Linked DNA regions of Mus musculus: region 2 is linked to region 1. The links are chromatin contacts, called in public promoter capture Hi-C maps. All regions are on one chromosome and are shown on one strand. Each heading gives the region's core, a stretch centred on a gene start, on an enhancer-like site or on the middle of the called end of the contact. The rest is flanking DNA. Distances are from core to core; before and after follow the strand shown.

Region 1 (6,797 bases), core at 1,251-3,750:
CTACTGAGCAGAGAGTACAGAGTGAAAGCAGGCAGACCAGCAAGGACAGTGTCTAGCTACTGATATCCCGGACTTAAATGCTCCAGCAGGGGCATTCAAAGGGCAGCCTCTCTTTGAAAGACATGCATAAAAGTCCATCTTCCCTCCTTTGTGGATAACAGGGAATGGTATTGTTACAGGGGACTGAGAAGGTGTATATATGTACATACCTGTGGTATAGGCTTGGGAGGTGGAGACAGGAGGATCAGAATGTAATCAAGATCGTCCTCCTCTGGATAGTGTGTTGGATTCTAGCCTGAGCTACATGAGACCTCATCTGAAAACAAAACAAAAACCCAAATAAACCAAACCAAACCAAAAAACAAACAAACAAACAAACAACAAACAGTGGCTGGAAAGATGGCTCAGCAGGTAAGAGTGCTCACTGTCCTTTCAGAGAGCTTGAGTTCTGTCTCTGATGCTCATATAGAATGGTTCACAACCACCTGCAGCTCCTGCTCCAGCTTCAGCAGATCCAGTCAATGCCCTCTTCTGACCTCCAAGAGTATATGCATTCATGTGGTATATACCCACACCCATACATAGAAACAATAGTAAAGGAAAAACCCAAATCGACAAACAAACAAACCCAAACAACATAAAAGAGCATAACGGAATTCATTCAGGATATATACATGGCCTAACATTTATTTTCAAATAGAATGTATGTAATAAAAATAAATATCAAAATAGAGGGCATATATATCACATAGAACCTTTCTAGGGAGCATCCTTCTCAGGACGTCACGACTGTCAAATCACATGGTCCTCTCTAGTGTTAGCTATTGTCCCCCTTTACAGACGGACACAGAGAAGACATTTGTCCCGGGTCCCACAGGGTGTAAATGGCAGAGCCAAGAGTCAGCTCTGGCTTCTGACTCTGCAAGCCAGGAGTCACCCACCTTGCACCTGTCCAGGGGCGGCACACCGTGGCTCTCGCTCTGCTCCAAAGCAGCACCCTGGCAGCCATGGCTGCACGCCTCCTTTTCCTTAGGCACTTCTCAGCTAACCATCAGCAGGCATATCTTGTCTGCTCTTTGTCTGACCCTGTTCAGGTTGTTGCCAATCCCGGAGCACTTTGTCCTTTTTAATAATGTCGTCCTGAGGTCAACTTTGCCTCCTCCCATTGCCACATCAGCCTTTGTGTGTGTGTGTGTGTGTGTGTGTGTGTGTGTACAGCTCTCTCCAAGAGCCCCGTCTCTGTGCCAGTTGTTACAGTTGCTTTAAACACTCGGATGTATCATGTTTTCCACGCTTATGTTGAAGCAGGACACGTGTCTCTTCCTCTGAGTGCTAAAGGCCAGGGATGAACATAATAGACAGTAGTAACCTCACCTTTCCAGAAACACTGAGCTAGAAGAGCAGGTCCACTTGCCCTTTGGCATTGACTCCTCCCTCCCAGTACGAAGAGGGCACAATGTGACAGGTGGTGAATATCCATCCATTTGTGTACTTAGACAAGTGCCTACTATCTCCTTAGGCCCCGTGATAAGTGACGAGGATATCTTGAGCCATCAGACGCTCACTCAGTCACCACCGCAGTTAGGGCTTTCCACGCATCTCGGACTGATGGTCCCCAGCATTCTGACTGCAGATGTATTAAAGGCCAGGAGAAGCGCTGTGCCAGGGAACTGAAGCTGACAGAGGGCAGTGGCCAGGAGTGGCAGGCAGCCAGAAGTAAACAAGGAAGACCAGACTCTAGACACACGTGCCACAGCCACTGCGGAGTCTGGGTGAGGTCGCCCATGCCACATGGGCACAAGCATGGAGTAGGTGACCAGTGGAGCCTCCTCAGGAGTGGAGTTGGTTTGGGATTGGAGCTGGCACACTTGCGAGTCAGAACTCTAGGGGTTCAGCGCCGAGATGCTGGTGTCTGCCTTCCGATCCTGGCACTGTTGTTCATGTGTGTCACCTTGAGCAAGTCCCTTAACCTCCTCAGAGCTCACTTTCTCATCAATGAAACGAGTTTCCAATAACCTCAGGGTTAAGTGCCTGGACAGCTTCCTAGAGCAGTGGCGAGCACAGAAAAATATCCGGGAGAGGAGACTGTGAACCACGCTGCTCACACTTCGTGGGGTCCTCCGGCCTCCCCGGGGTCTTAGCATCCGCCAATCTTTTCCAAGGAACCCAGTCCTAGCCTATTAAGGGCGCGCCCTGCTTTGATAGATTTATTTGCTTGCTTGGGCGGAGCTTGGAGCACAACGAGGAGGAGGCGGCCGCGGAGGCGGAGAGCGCAGAGAAAGGGAAGCCACCCGGGGGCAGCAGGCGAGACAGGCGGGGCCGGGGAGGAGTCAAAGCGGGTTCCAGGGGCCGGGCGCTGAGCGCAACGAGTGCCTTGGGCGGCGGAGACAAGGGCGGGGGCGACGCTTGGCGGCCAATGGAGCACGGCGCTACCGCAAGGGCGGTGCAGGAACCCCGGCCGCTGACAGTCAAAGTCGCCAACTCCGCCCTCGTACCCGCGGGATCCCGGAGCCGGAGCCCGAGCCCGAGCGGGGCCGAGGCCGCCCAAGGCGCGCTGCGAGCGAGCGAATATGGCAGCAGAATGAGGAGCCTGGCGCCGGGTGGTGTCCGCCGCTGCGGTGCTGCTGCTCGGGATCGGCGCCTGGTACACTACGAGCCTCATCCTTAGTCGGCCTCCGGGTGGCCTCTGGGTTCCATTCGTTACCAAGGACTTGGGGAAAAAGAAGATCCGCAGCCCACAGAGGGTGGTGAAGCGGGAGCGCCATCCGGGAGAGAGATTCTGCCGGGATGAGCCGGCCATGGGGCGGCCTCCGCGGGGCGCACGGAGCCGGCCGGCGCTGCGGCGGGAGCGCTGCCTGAGCCCGGGCTCCACGGGGCTTCGGGGCCTCGTGCGTCCTGGCGGAGTCCCTGCCGCTGTCTCCGGGAAGGACACGAGCCCCGAGTGGCGGGCACTGCAGCAGTCACCGCGCTGAGGCTCCCGGAGCCTGCAGGGTCTGTGGTTCGGTGCGCTGTCACGCCACCGCACTCGGGCGCCTTGCCCGGGGCTCGGCGGCTAGCGCAGCGCAGCGAGGTCGGTCGAGGAGCCGGGGACTGCGGGACCGGCCGGAGAGGCGTGTGCGCCGGTGTTCGACTGGAGATCCCGGCAGCAGCAGAACCGGGCGGACCTGAGCAGCCATGCTTCCCGGGGTGGGCGTGTTCGGCACCAGCCTCACAGCCCGAGTCATCATCCCGCTGCTGAAAGATGAGGGCTTCGCGGTGAAGGCGCTGTGGGGCCGCACGCAGGAAGAAGCCGAGGAGCTGGCCAAGGAGATGAGCGTTCCTTTCTACACCAGCCGCATCGACGAGGTGCTCCTGCACCAGGATGTGGACTTGGTGTGCATCAACCTGCCGCCGCCGCTCACTAGGCAGATCGCTGTCAAAACCCTGGGTGAGCGACCCCTCCCCCAGCCCTCTCTTCTTTAGCTCGGCTCTTCGCTTCTCTCCAATTGGACATATCCCAGGAATCCCAAACCCAAGCTTGTTAGTCCCAGCTTTCCCCTTTCCAGTCGGTGGCCTCCCCCACCTCCACGCTTCGCTCCTGATACCAGCTGGAAGCGCATCCCCACGTGTGTGGTGCGGAGGCTAGAATAGGCTTGGATTCTAGGTATAGGAACCGAATGGGTCAGATACAGAAGACCGGTTGCTGTTCCAGGAGGGAAACTCGGTACCCAGCTGTATACGTTAGTTAGTGCTCTGGTGTGTGGGTGCGCGTGCGTCTGGAAAAGGAGAGCGCGTGGCCAGGAACCCTTGAATAAAGGGCCGCACACGTGGTGGCAGGGTTTTTCCTGGGTGTACCTGTTTGTGAGCAGCTGTGGCACCCAGTTTGGATCGTTTTGTTTCCCTCCACAGTAAGTGAGTTTACTGTGAGATTAGAGAACTGACAGCTGGCTGGAATTATCTCTTCTGCTCTGGAAGGAAGCAAGTGAGAGTGGGCGGGTCTATCAGAACACTCTCAGATGTGTCAGAGGTTAGTAAAGATTGTAATTTAACCTTTGGGCACAGTCTCCCAGGAGTGGGTGTCTACTCTAGTTGAGAATTATATACCTTGTATTCTTCCGAGATGAAAATTGTGGTTTCAAAGGCAAGGATGCTTTGTGTGTGTGGAGGGGGCCGGGGTGGGAGGGGGAAGCCAGACGCTGCAGTTTCCTTTGGAAACGTGCGATGGCACCTCCGTATTTTGCCTCGGGAATATTCCAGAGACACATTGTGTTTACAAGCAGGCTGGGGCTTCTTTCTGGGCTCAAACGAGTGTCTTGAGCAAGTCTGTTCATCAGCAGTTCCCTTCCATACCTAAACCAACCACGCTCGGCTATTCCCAGGCGTTTCATACTTACCCTTGGAAGCCAGGGTTACTGAAGTGGAGAAAAAGCTCCTAACAAACTAGGTTGGAGAAATTCTAACGTAGGGGCTACCGGTCTTTTCTTTACTGTATTTAATGTATTAAGCTTCTGGCTTTTGGAGCCTGGCTTCTTTAGTTTTGAACTGAATTCTATTGACTTTTAGCCAATGTTTCTTTTCTGTTTCACTGCTAGTTTATACTAGTTGTTTACACTGGATTTGTTTGTCAAGTAGGCGATTAAAAAGTTAGAGTATAAAACCTATTAGGGCAATTTCTATACCATGGGTTCCTCTTAAGCCCCATCTATGCTAAAGGCTTGGGTCTGGTCCGATTTGAAAGCTTGTTGGAGCATTCTTCTCCCCTCTCCGGTGGCATCTCTATAGGACAGGCCCTTGGAGCAACCCCACAACAGGGGGATACCAATTACAGAGCAAGAATGCTCTGATGGTCTCTGGTACTTACTATCATTGTTGTTTGGGGCGGGGTCTCGTGTATCCTAGGCTGTCCTTCAACTCCCTGCTTAGCTGAGGGCGGCCTTGAACTTCTGATCCTCCTGACTCTACTTCCTGAGTGCTGAGATTCCATCCCTAGTTTATTTGGTTCTGGGGATCAGACCCAGGGCTTCTTGCCTGTTAGGCAACTACTTCACTGATTGAGCCACACTTCCAGCCTTTATCTCATACTTTGGCCGCCGAAGCGTTTAGGGATGTGGACCATTGTTATACTTTTCTGGATACTTCTGTGATGGTGGTGGCGGCAGTGGTGATGATGTTGCCTGTGTGAGGACTTGGGGTGTTGCACCATGGTAGAATACCTGACTGGTAGGCACGGGCATCTGGTTTCAACTCTCAGCACTGGAGAAGAGAATCCATATAAGTTCTTGTTTTGTACTGACAGGGCTGAAGTTAGTTCCTCTTCAGAGCAAAAGCATGGGAGGCTCTGTTAGCTAGGTTTACCAAGTGTGAGAAGGGAACAGCCCTGGGCTTATCCTTTCACCGTGGGCTGTAGGCATTCTTCCTTTCCTTTTGAGTTTGTTTGCCCGAGATTCAAGGCAGTCCGTGATTATGGGAAATGCAGAGGCACTGGACTGAATTTCAAAATGGTTGCACAGGTGTTAAGACTTCACTGCAGACTTAGGAGGCTTCTTTCGATTGTACCTTCGAGGCTGCTCCTGACTGGCTTCTCAGTCACGGTTAAGAGGTTCTGCACACATAACACAGGAAGTGGAAAACCCCAAACAGTTATCAGGCTGGCCTTGGCTGCTGGAGGTTTGCACATATGAGCGTTTGCCTGGGACTGAAGAGAGCCATCCCTTTAATGAGTCCCGGTGAAGTGTCCTCCTTTCTCCACTGTCAGCAAGCCTGACCCATGGCTCAGTCCACGTTGTGACCTGATAAGGAGAAGGCACCAGATAAGTGAAATTGAGCCGGTGGCATTGTACACACCTTCCTTTGATTTCCAGAAACTCCCTTCAGAGTCCTACTGCTACCAGACTTTGGGACAGTCTATATGTATGCTTCAGCAAGCCAGGTTCAACCATAAGCCCATTTAAACAGACACATTAATAGCAGAAAAGGAGACTTATTCAACCTTGAGAAGAGGGACAAACGGGACCCAGTGACCCTCCCAGTCGGTTTTCAAGGTCTTCAAGTGAGACCTTGCAATAGAGGTTTAAATAGAGGCTCAGAATGACGGGTGGCTGAGCGGTTCCTATTCAGGTGCAGGCCGCCCCACATTGTTATGGCTCCACCCTCCTGCCAGGTGGGTTGACAAATTGCAAATCACTTACCTGGAATAAAACCTTTCCTCTGGCTGTCCCAAGCTTTAAGCTTTCTCTTCTCCCAGCATGAGATTCCTGGGGGGCTGGGGGGTGGGAGTGGGGCAGAAGAGGGGGGAGATTCCATTTTCTTGGGGTCCATTGTTTTAATAGTCTGAGAGACCAAGTAAAGGGTGTTTCTTTAGACTGTGTTCATTCTTTTCAGGGCAGTTACACTGCCTCTGTGGCATTTCTGCTGTAGAGATATTTCTGTCACGCACAGTTTGTTTGCCATTTAGGGCTGCCTATAACCGAGAACCTCTTGTGGGCCAGCCAGTGTGGTAGTTGGTTGTGTATAAAGCATTTTAACATGGTGGAGGCAAGTATCCAAGGTAGACATCTGGCTGATTTTCCAGATGAGGGTACCCAGATTTGGAGAGCCGAGTTCCAGCTACCCAGGACCATACAGCTAGAGTCCACCAGCAGCCCTCTCCAGCCCTTTCTTCTGCCACCTCCTAAGCTTTCCTTCCCTTCTGTCAGAGACAGCTCTCTCTCTCTCTCTCTCTCTCTCTCTCTCTCTCTCTCTCTCTCGTGTGTGTCCTGTGTTGCTTTCTATCCCACCCTTGGAATTGGTTCCCCCATATTAATGCCATCTCCTGAATC
Region 2 (6,797 bases), core at 2,182-4,681, 2.1 Mb before region 1:
TCTGATTCTAGTACTCATTCACAAACGCCGCTTTCTTACAGGAATAAAGTAGATCTGATCACAGGTATTGACCTAATTACAGGAGGGCACATCGCAGTAGAAACCGCCTCACAGTCAGTCATAAAGCATGACGCATTCCCGATACAATTCATTTGCTATTATCCTTCCACTACTTAAATGAAATTATTTGCTTCCTCACCTTTTGGCTGATTTCAAAAATAAATTTATGTCACTAGAATTGGGTTGCACCTGGAAGCCCTGAAATCACTGTAGCATCACAATGTGACTGCTACACACACGCACGCACACACACACACACACACACACACACACACACACACACAAATAAATGCTGTCATGCATTTTTCTCATTGACTGAACTGAGGAAGCTTTCACAAACTAGTTTGGTCGGTCTGTCCATCTGTCTATCTGTCTATGGGCCAGTGAGATGGTTCAGATGTTTGCTGCTGAGCCTGACAACCAGAGTTCAGACTCCAGGTCCAACACAGTAGAGGGAGAGAAGAGGCTTCTGAAAGCTGTCCTCTTACCTCCACACATACACAAGTACACAGAGACACTGAGTAAATGTTTTTAAAAAAGGACAGAGCCTCTTGTGGTTAATACAGACAGTTCAGCATCTGTAAGTATGCCACTACATGAATATTTGTAAGGTATTTTCAGAAACAGTAAAAATTTCTTATGCCAGGTTCCTTCATAAACAAAATCTCTCTCAACCTTTAAAAGGCCACAGCAAGGCAGGCAAAGTGGACATTCCAAATCCAAATGGATGGTAGTTTTTAATGTTTCCATCGCTTGTTTAGTAAATAAAAAAAAGTGGTAAGTTAAACCCTCTCAGAAGAGCCTGTTCCCCATTAGGAGTCGAAATCTGCAGGATCACGTGTTTCACATGCGTGGCCCATTGCCAAGCCACAGGAGTATGGAAAACATCAGTGCTGGGATCCAAAGTTTGCTGTGGCTTTCAAAGCAATCATTTTCCTTTTTTCCACACGCCACTGTAGTCTCTTGCATTTTGGTAATAAATATTAAACATCACCTTCCTATTTTGGTTCATCTTTGAGAAAAGTATTATATAGTCAGCTCAGAGGGAAACGTACCGGGTATGTGTGTGTGTATTTTGGTCGTTTGAAAAGGAGACCACACCCACAGGCTTCGGTTGTCTACCATGGCTGGTGGCCCTTAGTTTAACAAGGAGGAAAAAAACAACAACACATGTCCAACAATCATTTTTAATAAATCTGTAGGCTGAAATTTACTTTACAGTGGCCCCTCAAAGAGTTCTTTTATTAAGATTTTGTGAAACTTAAAAAAGTTTTAAAATCTGTAGGAGGCCAGACAGAGCCGCTCCTGCTACACACTGTAATCTGACACTTAGGCTGAGGACTGACCAAGTTTAAGTAACCCAAGAGGAACTGTTTCCTGCTTTCCGCTAGAACGGTCTACAGTGACCTGTAGTAACACTGCTGAGGCGGGGTTACTAGCGGGCGTTAGATGAAGCTGTCAGGAAGTTGGTTTTCTTTTTGTTTGTAAGAAGTCAACCCTGCCTCTCCCACTAATATTATACAGAACAGGAAAAACAAAAACAAAACAAAACAAAAAACCAAGTGTTGAAAAACCCACCCAGGCCAACTGTGCTTTGGAAAACTTGAATTTTTCCTGAACTTCCTTTGCACCAAGTCAATTTTGCCAGGGAACATCTCCGGGAGGGCACGATAGCTACCACTAAATGGAATCTGAGGTGTACTTGACATTGGTTTGTTTCGGCCTCGCTTTACCTTGTCTGCTCCTGTAAGATGAGATGAGGCTCCACAAAGAACTTGACCCTCAGTTTAAGGCGGTAAGGTGCCAGCCCATCCATCTGCTGGGAGATCCGGTTTCTCAGATTCAGCCATAAGCTCTCACCTTTGCTCCCCGTGAACTGCAGCCCAAAATAATCAACCTCGATGATCCCTAGACGCCTGCACACCTAAAAACAAAACCAAAGGTATGGGGTGTGAGCAGTGCAAACCTAAGGGCTCCATCCGAGGAGAGGACTGGCCCCTGCTTTCCCAAAGTTCTACCTTCTTGCAATGCCAGTTGGTAGACCGACCGGAAAAACAAGGTTTTAAGGAAACAGCAAAGCCAAAACGCAGCCCTCCAGTGGAGGCTTGGCCTTGCTTGACTATTTCTAGGGTCTGACCAATGGCACAGGGAAAGGGGTCCCCCCAAAACAGACTTCCCAAAAGGCTGAGGTAGAAGAACACACAGGGTGTTTTATTTCTTATTCCAATCGCTGGAATTCCCCCCGCCACCCCCCCCCTCCGCCCCGCAGCACCATCTGCACAGCTGATTTGGCAGCGTATTATCTGGACAGTTTTAACCATCTGGATTCCAAAAACACAAACGCATTGAGGAAGCATGCTACAAGTGTCAGCTAAGCTTTACAAGCGCCTTTCCAAACAGCTCAGGTCCACAGGTCTCGTAGACACAGTATTTCAAGGGGTCAAATGGGCCTGCCAATATCCATTAGGCACACCCCGTTAGGAGCCTTAGTCACCCTTAAGAAAACACACGTGTAAAGACCCCTCAAGAAGGAGGCTGCCTGCAGAACCGTCCCCCGCAAATTACTCAATATACTCTGGATCCCTAGCAAGCCTAGAGTGTCAGGTGAACAGTCCTTCTGAGAAGCGGCTTGAGATTCGGGCCCACCTGATCAGCTAGGGAGCCCCGGGGCCAGCGACCGCTTGCAACCATCTCATCCCGGGACGCGGGTGGCGCTGCCGGGCTTTGCAAGGACTCCACGGGAGGCATCACACACACACACACCTGCGGCAGGTGTGCCGGGCCACCTTCTTTAGAGAAAAGTGCCAGGCTAACGGACAGGGTGGAGGTTCCCAGCAGTGTTCTGGTCTCCGGGCCCCGGATCCCCCACCGTAAGCGTCCTCTATGCTCCCCCCGCCCCCCCCCCACCGCACTCTCCACTCGCGGGGAGGAGGAGGAGGCTGGAGCCTGGCGTCCCGGGAGCACTCCACGGGCCGCTGCTGCAACGTCGCCCGGCTCCCGGGGAGCATCCCCGAGCCCCGAGGCTTCCCGGGGACAAGAAGGGATCCCCTTTCCGATCGCCGCCCTCACCTGGTTGAGACAGTCCTCGCCGTTGGCTTTTGCCTCCACCTCTACCTCCATCAGCACCGCGTCCGGCCTCGTCACATAGCACAGCATGGCTGGGGCCGCCGCCACCGCCGCTTCTTCTCGGGTGTGCGCCGGAGCTGTCGCCTCACCGCAATTGCTCCAAGTCGACTCCGGGCTCCGTGAGGAAGGTGCAGCCGTGCGGCCACCCGCCCTGCACCCCACGCAGCCGCCACTCGCGTCCCCGCCACCCCCACGACAGCCAGTTCCCGGGAGCTACACGGCCGCGCCGCTCCGACAGCCCTACTGCCTGCGCCGCTACAGGCACGCGTCTTTTATAGAGGCCCCGCCCCTCCGGCACCGGACTCCGCCAATCACAGCGTGCTTGCCCCTCCTCCCCAGCTCCGGCAACCAATTCCCAGTCTCGGTGGGCTGAAGCCCCGCCTCCCGGCACCGCCTGTGGAGCTGCGGGAGGTGGGAGCCCATCCTCTCCCCAATCCCCAGCACGGTCGCGGCCTCTGCCACTGGGCGACGCTCCTCCCAGCCCGCTGTCGCCCGCAGCTCCAGGGGACGCCTTTCTGTCCGGGTTTGAGAGAACTGTGATCAAAGGCTCCTGTGATGCTACGTTGCTACTACGGTTCTCAGGACTCCTGCGTGGGGTTACTCTAATAACCAGGTGGTTTGTGAAAGCCAAAAGAGAAGCAAGCAAGACAGAGAGCCTAAAGAAGAGGCTTTTCCGCTGGCATTTGCCACCGTGGGTTGTCAAAAGAAGAATCTAAGTAGAAAAGTTTTTGCAGCTGACCCAATATAAGCCGGTAATTTGATCCAAGCACCATTCTTATATTAACTCGTGCCAAGGGTTTCTATGTGTGGGTTCTGCTACATTGAAACACCTTACCAAGTTATGTCACCCAGCCTATCTCTCATCCAATTCGTTCACTATACACCTGGTACACTCCCTGCCCTTTCTTTCAGACACCCAGATGTTACCCCATCTTAAAGATAACAGGCTCATCTCAGGACCTAGCAGGATGGGAATCTCAATACAAGAGATTAGTGGTTAAAGGTGTACAACCTTCATATTTTTACCACCTGTTTCTCTTGGCCTATACTGTCTTTTTTGGTTTCTAAGATAAGCCGGGAGATATGGGTTTCAGCCTTGGATCTTTGGAAAACTCCATCTCTCTGAAGCTCAGTGTCCTCGCAGAATGGAGACTAGCTATTTTTGGACACCCCCTCCTGCAAGCCGCCCCCCCTCGCCCCAGCACCGCTGGGAAGCAATCTAGCCATCCCTGCCTGCCAATGACCCTATCTCTGTGCCGTTTGTTTGCTGTGCGTTTAAGACGAAGTCTTGCTGTATAGCTCAACCTGGTGGTGCACCTCGTACTTGGGCTCAGTGATATTTATTTCTGACGATGGGGAAAACATCGGAGAAGGACTGGGATCTTAGCAGAGCCCTCGCGGAGAGAACTGTTCAGTCTTTTGGCTTTGTGTTTCAGGAACACATGGTACAGTTCTCGAACTGCTCCAAGTCCAGTGTAAGCTTGCATTCATCCACCGGTCTACTGCTCATTCCTTTCCTTCCCGGAAGCAGGTCTGGCACGTGTACCTGGGAGATAACATTTAGATTATCTAATCTGTGGCCCATCGCTGGAAATTTCACCATAAGGAGAGGAGGCAACATGGAAATTGGTTGTATTGCTTAATATTTTTGAAAGGCCAAAACTTAACCAGCTTAAACAAGGGGGAACTTAGGGGACAGATTTGGGGAAATTCCTAGATACTGGGAGTAGAAAGGAGCTGAAGAAGAACAAAAATAAACAAACAGAATAAACAAAGACAAGACAAGAAACAAAAACAGAAACATTTCTATTTAACTATCTTTAAAACTATCTTACTTTGGGGTTTGGCAAGGATTTTTTTTAAATGGCTTTCTTTCATAGAAATGATTCTATATTTATATTTTTAATATGAGCAGCTAAATAATTTGTAGAAGCGAAGGAAATGTCAGGTTTAAAATTTTTAATTAAGAAAAATTTAACAACCATCAGTTACTTACAAACCAGTTGCATGGCTAACAATGACATAGGCATCTCTTTAACCCACATCCATTGAATTCCTTCTGTGAGATCCTCAATAAAGAGCTAATCATTTTAAAACCAAGTATCTCCAGAAAAGAGCCAGCAAAGGGGCTCTGTGGATTAAGGTACCTGCCACCAAGCCTGATGACCTGAATTTGACCCCAAGACCCATGGAGCAACAACCACAGGTTGTCCTCTGACCGATACGTGTTACATATATGAACACTAAAGTGTAAAAATTAAACTAAGGCATCGCCAGTTACTACTGAAGAAAAGAGGTGGTTTTAACAAAAGAGATCAAGGGCTGGGATTGAAACTCAGTTGATAAAGTGATCACGTAGTATGGACTTAGCCCCGAGTACCATCAAGTGGCCCTGGTGGCAACAGTGTGCCACCACTGTGTAATGGCAACAATGTGCCACCACTGTGTGTAATGGCAACAGCGTGCCACCACTGTGTGTAATGGCAACAGCGTGCCACCACTGTCTGTAATGGCAACAGTGTGCCACCACTGTGTGTAATGGCAACAGTGTGCCACCACTGTGTGTAATGGCAGCAGTGTGCCACCACTGTGTGTAATGGCAGTGGTGAGACACCACTGTGTGTAATGGCAGCGGTGTGACACCAGGCCAGCAATCCCAGCAGCACTTGCAGGATAGAGGTAGAAGCATCAGAAACTTGAGGTCATTGTAGGTTAAGTAGGGAGTTTGAGGATATCTTTAGCTAAAGACTAGACCTCAAATTAATTAAATAAAAAATTAAATAAATAAAAATTAATTAGTGAATGAACTGAGTGATTGAAACTCTTAGCCAAATGTTGTGGCACACATGCACACATGCCTGGAATCCCAGCACTTGGGAGGCCTCTGAGGTAAGTAGATCATGAGTTTGAGGCCAGCCTGGGCTACACAGTGGGACTCTGTCTAAAAGTGTATAAAGAGCTTGCTGTGGAAGCTTGAGGACCCTAGCACCCACATAAAAAGCAGGGCTTGGTGGTGTGTGCTCTTAATCCCTGGGTCGGGAGGAGAAAAAAGGAAGAACCCAGGGGCTCATTGGCCAGATAGTCTAGCCAATCCGTGAGCTCAAGGTTTAGTAAAAGACTCTGCCTTTCAAAAAATAAAATTGAAAAACTTCACAAAGCAGAAGCGTGTTATTGGTGTCTAATGTCAACCCCTGGTCTCCACGGAGCATGTGAAAAAACAGACATAAAACACGCAGAGGCATAAACAAGCAAACAAAACCCTCCAAAAAAGTTAAAAGCAGAAGGCCAGGGAAAGAACTGATGTCTGGGGAGAAAAGGATCGATCCAGGTTTCTCCTGGTGCGCGTGGAGGAGGAGGCTGTGTGTGGAGGAGGAGGCTGTGCGTCCTGTCTCTTCCCTCCTGTCATTTCTTCCCCGGGATAAGACAGAGACTGGTTAAGAGATGAGAAGGCTGCGTGAGAAAGCACGTTATGTTTAAAACACTCTGTTAGGGAATAGAAAACCCACCGCAGAATTGCTTCTTAGAAGACTCCACCATCTGCTAAAGCTACAGAGCGTCTGGAGCCAGTTTTAAGCCCCAGCTGAGTCTAGCTCCAAAATAAGAGACTCGGA

Evidence for each region. Promoter capture Hi-C pulls out the DNA fragments that hold promoters and counts their contacts.
Region 2: a promoter capture Hi-C map of pre-B cells shows a contact between it and region 1, with 3 times the contacts expected there. The contact joins the promoter of Mylip here to the promoter of Gfod1 in region 1. A contact is called at or near these places in 2 of 39 promoter capture datasets (the C10 cell line and pre-B cells), 1 of 484 Hi-C or Micro-C datasets (regulatory T cells) and 2 of 9 other capture datasets (adipose tissue and liver).

Annotation. Positions count from the first base shown.
Region 1 is chr13:43,299,875-43,306,671 of GRCm38.p6, reverse strand. It overlaps Gfod1 (glucose-fructose oxidoreductase domain containing 1), which reads left to right and starts at 2,500. Exons shown (of 2, transcript NM_001033399.4): 1 at 2,500-3,427. The coding sequence starts at 3,175. Gm52047 (a long non-coding RNA gene) reads right to left here and starts at 1,188. Exons shown (of 3, transcript XR_003950636.1): 1 at 942-1,188; 2 at 210-316.
Region 2 is chr13:45,386,376-45,393,172 of GRCm38.p6, reverse strand. It overlaps Mylip (myosin regulatory light chain interacting protein), which reads right to left and starts at 3,431. Exons shown (of 7, transcript NM_153789.3): 1 at 3,130-3,431; 2 at 1,794-1,984. The coding sequence starts at 3,216.